Regions from separate parts of the Aedes albopictus genome. Here region 1 is linked to region 2. The links are chromatin contacts, called in public Hi-C maps. All regions are on one chromosome and are shown on one strand. Each heading gives the region's core, a stretch centred on a gene start, on an enhancer-like site or on the middle of the called end of the contact. The rest is flanking DNA. Distances are from core to core; before and after follow the strand shown. Region 1 holds the start of LOC115267985 (diacylglycerol lipase-beta). Region 2 holds the start of LOC109621467.

What was found. A called contact is a pair of places that touch in the nucleus more often than the background predicts.
Region 1: a Hi-C map of whole body shows a contact between it and region 2, with 2.8 times the contacts expected there. The contact joins the promoter of LOC115267985 here to the promoter of LOC109621467 in region 2. A contact is called at or near these places in 2 of 3 Hi-C or Micro-C datasets (embryo and whole body).

What each region holds. Positions count from the first base shown.
Region 1 is chr3:429,399,340-429,402,475 of AalbF5, forward strand. It overlaps LOC115267985 (diacylglycerol lipase-beta), which reads right to left and starts at 1,682. Exons shown (of 10, transcript XM_062856478.1): 1 at 1-1,682.
Region 2 is chr3:429,269,957-429,272,928 of AalbF5, forward strand. It overlaps LOC109621467, which reads left to right and starts at 1,268. Exons shown (of 2, transcript XM_062856479.1): 1 at 1,268-1,441; 2 at 1,502-2,514. The coding sequence starts at 1,384. The coding sequence ends at 2,148. It overlaps LOC115267985 (diacylglycerol lipase-beta), which reads right to left. Exons shown (of 10, transcript XM_062856478.1): 7 at 749-1,252; 8 at 114-269.

The sequences.
Region 1 (3,136 bases), core at 432-2,931, 130 kb after region 2:
CGAAATGCGGGTATCTGGTCGTCTCTTCTCCTATACGGGCCGACGACGACGACGCGGGGCAACGGAGAAAACGAGTTTCGCTTCGAATGTTTGTTGTAAGAAGCAAAAACTTTACACTACTTGCAGCAGCAACAACACTGACTCGGTAATAGCCTTTTTTGCTTTTTCTTCAAATTGCTCGTGTAATTTTTGTTTTGCCTTGAAGCAAATCTTCTCACTTTTTTCTTCAATTGATTTCGACGCAAGTTGCGCACTCTTCTTGGGCGGATTTTCGACGATGATGTTGACGACGAAGATTGGACAAAACTTCAATCAACCTACAAGGAGATTCAACTTCACTGGTTGCCTATCTCATTGCACTGGGAAGCGGCCAAGTTTGTGTAAAGATTTGAACAACTGATGGGCACTCGGATCTACACAGAAATCGCGAAACACACTCAGAACCAATTGAGTAAACGAGCTGATATCAATGAGAAAATCGTTCAAGAATGAATTAAGCCTAGCTCCAAATACAAGTACGCTGAACGATTCCTATTTTGTAATGGTCAATAAATGTTTAATCGAGGTCAACGTATTACTCAAACGAATACCTTCGTCAGTCTCTGCAGTACGAAGCAGAAAACAATCGAAAGAGCATCGAACACCAGCATTCGCGCAAATTCTCCCAATTAGCGACGTCGTCTTGATTGGCTCTATTCGCAGTTTGACGTCACTGTCCGCGCAAACTATCCACACTATACACACTCCGCGAACCAACTGCGATTCAGCTGATTCCAGACCAAACAGAGGGCGAAATCACGTAAAAGATGCTCCTTTCTTGCTATTCACCACCAATTACATAAAAAAGCGTTCTTCCAAAACGCTCGTGCAACAACAATAATCGCACACCGCACGCGAGCGAAACTTGCCACTCACTGGATAACTGACACGGCACCGCCGATGATCGCAAGTTCGCGCTAAGAGAGAACTTCGCAATTGTGCGTGTTCACCCGCCGAGATAACTTTCGCGACTGAGCTGTAAGCTGAACTGAAACTGAGCGCCAACCAACTTGCTGAACCGATTGGATTTGGATGTGATGTGGGCTGCCCGACCGAGCCTGACTGTCTGTCTGTCTGCCGCCTGCGAGGCATAATCTACCTTTCAGGCACGCCGGTCTATCCTATGTGGGGAAAAAGGGGGTTGAACGCTCTTCACTCGACTAGACGAAGTTCAGAACTTCAACCGATGCATGACGCGTCTACCGTAAAGTTTTCAGGTTTTACGAAATTGCGTTGTTTACTTGCCTATCATCGCCGACGTTTCGTTCCGGCTATTAGACCTTCCTCATGGCTCGACACACTGCTCAGCAAGTGTTCCTTCATACTTTACTACAACATGCTGTCTAGGGATAGTAGTATTCATCTAACTACTATTACCTAGCCGATCAACACGAGAACGTAAGGCAAAAAGATCGTCGTTGTGATTGTGTTGTTCAACAATGACCCTCTGTTCAAATTCTCTTATCGTTCGCTTGCGTATCTATCCACCGTATTCTTTCATTACTTTCCTTACTCCCTCTTACTTCGAGTAGCATTCATATCACCGAAAAAAGCCAATGAAAGTTAATAATGAAGTGTTCCTTCAGTTTCTTGACTGGATGGTCCAGCAGTGTACTATACTCGACTGGGTGACTTTTTCAAACCTTACAGTATTTAATATTGTTCAAAACTTTAAACTTGTTTTATAACCAGGGTACGAAAAACGGATCACGCCGAAAAACAAACGCTTTGTCCTAAGCGGTGCATGTTGGTAACAAGCGCTCCGCAACAAACGCATGTCAGCCGATGAGAGCAATAAAACAAACATCGCTTGCCGTGCGTGTGCCGATATTCCGGCTTTTCTGCTGAATTTTTCGACCCGCATCATCGAATTCATAAGCATTTGGACGAATTAAGACTCTTGCAAACCTCAGAGTCGAGTTTCAGTTGTAAAACAATGCAAAAATCACGGTGTGAATAGAACGAGACAAATATTCCTACCGTTTTTGTTGTGAACTGCTAACGAAAAAACAAAGCGTTGTTGCTGTGCCTTCTTTGTTGCCTATTTTTCGCTTGCGGTGGCATATTCTACGCACACTGTTTATAACCTATCAAGCCCCGAGGAAGGTGTAAAAGCCGAATTGAAACGTTAGTGATGATAATCAACGCAATTTAGTTAAACAGTTGGTCGAAAATCAAACCATTATTAGTCGAAAAAGTTCTCACGTTTTCAAATACTAATTATCATTCAACAGGCTTGAAGTATGGACTACAGTTGGTTTATCCACAGACTTGTGAATGCTCAAAAAGATGGAAAGAGCTTATCGTTATTTGTCTTTATGTTTCGTCTCTTTGGCGTAACGTCCCCACTGGGTCAACTTATGCCGTTTTTCCAACCCAGGTTCAAAAAGAAAAACGGCATTAGTGTTATATCAGCAGTTCCACAATTATTAACTGAGAGCTTCCTCTGCCAATGATCATTTTGCATGCGTATATCGTGTGGCAGGCTTGAAGATATTCTACGCACAAGGAAATCAAATAAATTTCCTTTACGAAAAGCTCCTAGATGGACCGGGAATCGAACCCGTCATCATCAGCTTCACCAGGGTCTTGCTGAATACCCGTGCACTTTCCGCATCGGCTAGGATAAAGATCCTGCATAAATGGAAAAAGCTCCATTTATGCAACTAACACTTCGATAAATTGTAATGCTATGTGTTAAGCAATTTTCAATTCTTTTATCTAGTAGTATTGAAATGATTTTTTTTTTCTATCCACAAAGCGTATTATACCACGGCTCCTCCATCACGCAAGGGTGCATACAACTTACAGGCGGAATGAGCGATAATAACACAGCATTGAAGAGAGCCACTTTGATTTGGGTTTCTCTCGAACCGGCAGAAAGAGAGAGGGTGTTATACAGTGTATCAAACAATTGTCCGTACAGTAATTTTTTGATCAAAATATTTTTTTATTCAAATGATCATAACTTTTTTATACGTCAATCAAATACGCTGAAATTTTGATCAATTATAAATCATATATTGATGCTCTATTGGTACAATTTTGAGCGAGATCGAATAAGTTTTCGGAAAGTTATAAAACTTTTAGAAAAACT
Region 2 (2,972 bases), core at 18-2,517:
CCTTTATTTTCCGTAGGATGAAAATGGGAGCCACATGCTTAAGAAGGGAACCAATACCCTATTAGTAAAAAAAAAACAAAAACATAACGAAAATGTTCATCATCAAAACTTACAGCAGTGGACACCGTCTGAATGGGGCGTTCACCAAGCAGCGGGCTTTGGCCGTTGGCTTTCTTGGTGATTTCCGTTACGTCGTGCCACGTGGTTTCCAGATCGCGCGACGGTACGCCAAACAAAGCGTACCCAAAGCCGTTCAACATTATGCGCCACTGCAAATTGAATGGGAGAGAAGAGAAAAGGAGAGAGAGATTCAGTTCCGCAGGAAGCAAAGCGGTGAGAAACTTATTGTTTGCAATTTTGTGAAGAATGTTGTACGCAAGATTTTAGAGGAAGTTGCATGGTCTGCTGCGTAGCATGCAGATGTAAGTCCAAATCTAATTGAAATTAAATAGTTTTATTTATTTTACATTTTATTTTTTAAACTAGTGTTATGAATCGTTACTCTACATAGAGAAAATTAGATTTGTTACTGGTTGAAATTATATAAAATGAACTTCTGGATGATTTGGATATCGAATATCTTGAATATCTCAAATGATCTTATCTGAACACTGTGGAAACAGAAAGCAGTAAGCTGAAACACAAGCAACACACATGGGGTTTCGGACAACGCACCAGGAAGAAGACTTGCAAGCATTTTCAAATGACGGGGATGATGAATAACTGAGAGTTGGGTAGGTTCACTTACCTTCGGCAGCTTACACGCCCGAATCGTCTCGATAATACTGGTCCTCAGATTCTCGATCGAATCTACGCCCAACCGCATCACGAAATCATCCCCAACTCCAATGGTAAACGCATAGCTCTCCGTATACCGTGCCGCTTCCCGACTGAGCAAACCAGCCGGGGTGGCAAATGCATACACCCGCAAGTCCGGGAAACGGCTTCTCAGTTTCGCCGCCAGCAGAATGGAAACGCCAGCTCCCAAACTGTGCCCCGTCAAGACCAAGGTGTACTCCGGGTAGGTGTTGAAGATCCGCTCCAGCATGTTACCCTCGCGAAGCCGTTTGAGCAAACAATCCACACCGGCCACCATACCACGATGGGCGGACGACTCAGGAGGCATTCCCGGGGCGTCGAATCGCTCGGCATTGGCCACCAGATCGGTGAAGACATCACGCATCGATAGACTGCCTCGGATGGATATGACGATACTCTTGGTGCTGTGATCCGCCAGTACGCAGAATGGTAACTGTGAATGGGAAACGTTATCAGTTATGAGAAACGCTTTCAATAAGTTGAAGAATTTTCTAATTAGGTTCAAATGGCTTCGCTCTACCTATAAGAGCATCCAGCTTGGTGATCGTAAAGGCATTCGTAAAGATGATGCGAGTGGCGGGAATCATCTTGGTCTCCTTCACAATTTTCTGCTACAGTTATAGTAAGTATTACGTGTCCATTAAATAGAAAGAATAACTTGAAGTTCCCATTGAAACTCCAGATTACGCTGTCGCTTCTATGAATCACAAGGAATCATCAACCACTTTGAAGTTGGATCCCTCAAATAAAGTGCCAGTATTCCAACATAGCACTTGTACCTGCAATACGGAAGCACAAATCGTTATCAACGATACCCAAAAAGAAGCACCCTCAATTCCTCTGAATATATGTCACTGCCGGACTTGCATTGCTCAGGACACGGATGAACACGGAAATTCAAATCTACACTGTGTGGAACACGTTATGACTGAGGAAGAATATCGCTCACTGTTGGCGCAGTCCAAACTTTCGGAACCCGCACACCCCTCAACCCGGAAGAAACGATCTCCGTACACCTGGGAAGAGCTCCTCGAGAAGATATCCTTCATGGGCAGCCACGACAGCACGTTCAACAAGCGGACTCAGGGTTACTTCCACTACAACTATGCCAACAGCAGCGCAGGTACTAGTCATAATCCGCCTACCCCACCCAGTAATCCACCCCAAACGACTGCTACTAGTACTACTTCTACTACCACTTCTACTTCTGTTCTCATTTCAACTATTACCACTTCTGGCGGAACGACTGATACGGTTGCAACAATTGGTGCGGGTTCGACGGACACAACTACAGCTCCTCCGGCGAGCACGGGCAATGCTGGCGGATAGTTTTGATGGGCGTGATCTCCGCGAGGTCGGCCATCATGTGGCCAAAATGTCGTCTAAGAAAATAGAAAGTTTCTATGATCAACCTGCATTTTGTTACCATTACATATTTCCATAGACATAAAAGCCAAGTTAAAAGTCGTGTTTTGTTGAGTGTACCTGCATAGAGAGCTCTCAGAAGCAAGCACGACATCGTCGCATGTTCGGAAAACATTTTCTTCAGTCAATCTATATCAATAAACACACACCTTACTCCACACATAATCTTACTGAACCGCCGATATCGTGTATTTTAGGAGTCAAGTTAATAGAAATATCCAAATAAAGGGCTTACAGTCTGCGGAAATAATAGGATTAGTGGTCAAGTGACTAACACTTCTAATTCGTCTGCAGAAAGTCATGGGTTCAATCCCTACTCCATCTCATTCCTCTAATTTTGTACCTTTCTATCTACTTTCTCTCTCTTATGTTCATATACATCTCATATACATAAGTGACCCGATTTTGTCAGCCCCTTTCTGGAACACACTTTTTGCTCTCTTCAAAAATCTAAACAGTTTTTCAAATTCTTAATCCCTCTATGATTTGTCTTTCAGCAGTAGCTTGATGATGAACTTAAATAAATTTACCAAAGTTTGACGCTAAGATAATGACAGCAAAAAGTTCGTCGCTAAATGGGGCTGACAAAATCGGGTCCTTACTGTATATTCATATGAACAAAGTCATCACTAGAATCAGAAACGGGTTGAAAAAGCCGTTCTAATCCTTCCAAATGCCACAGCACAGTGTCAATCTACTAAACAAGGCCCACATTTTAAGCTTCCAGC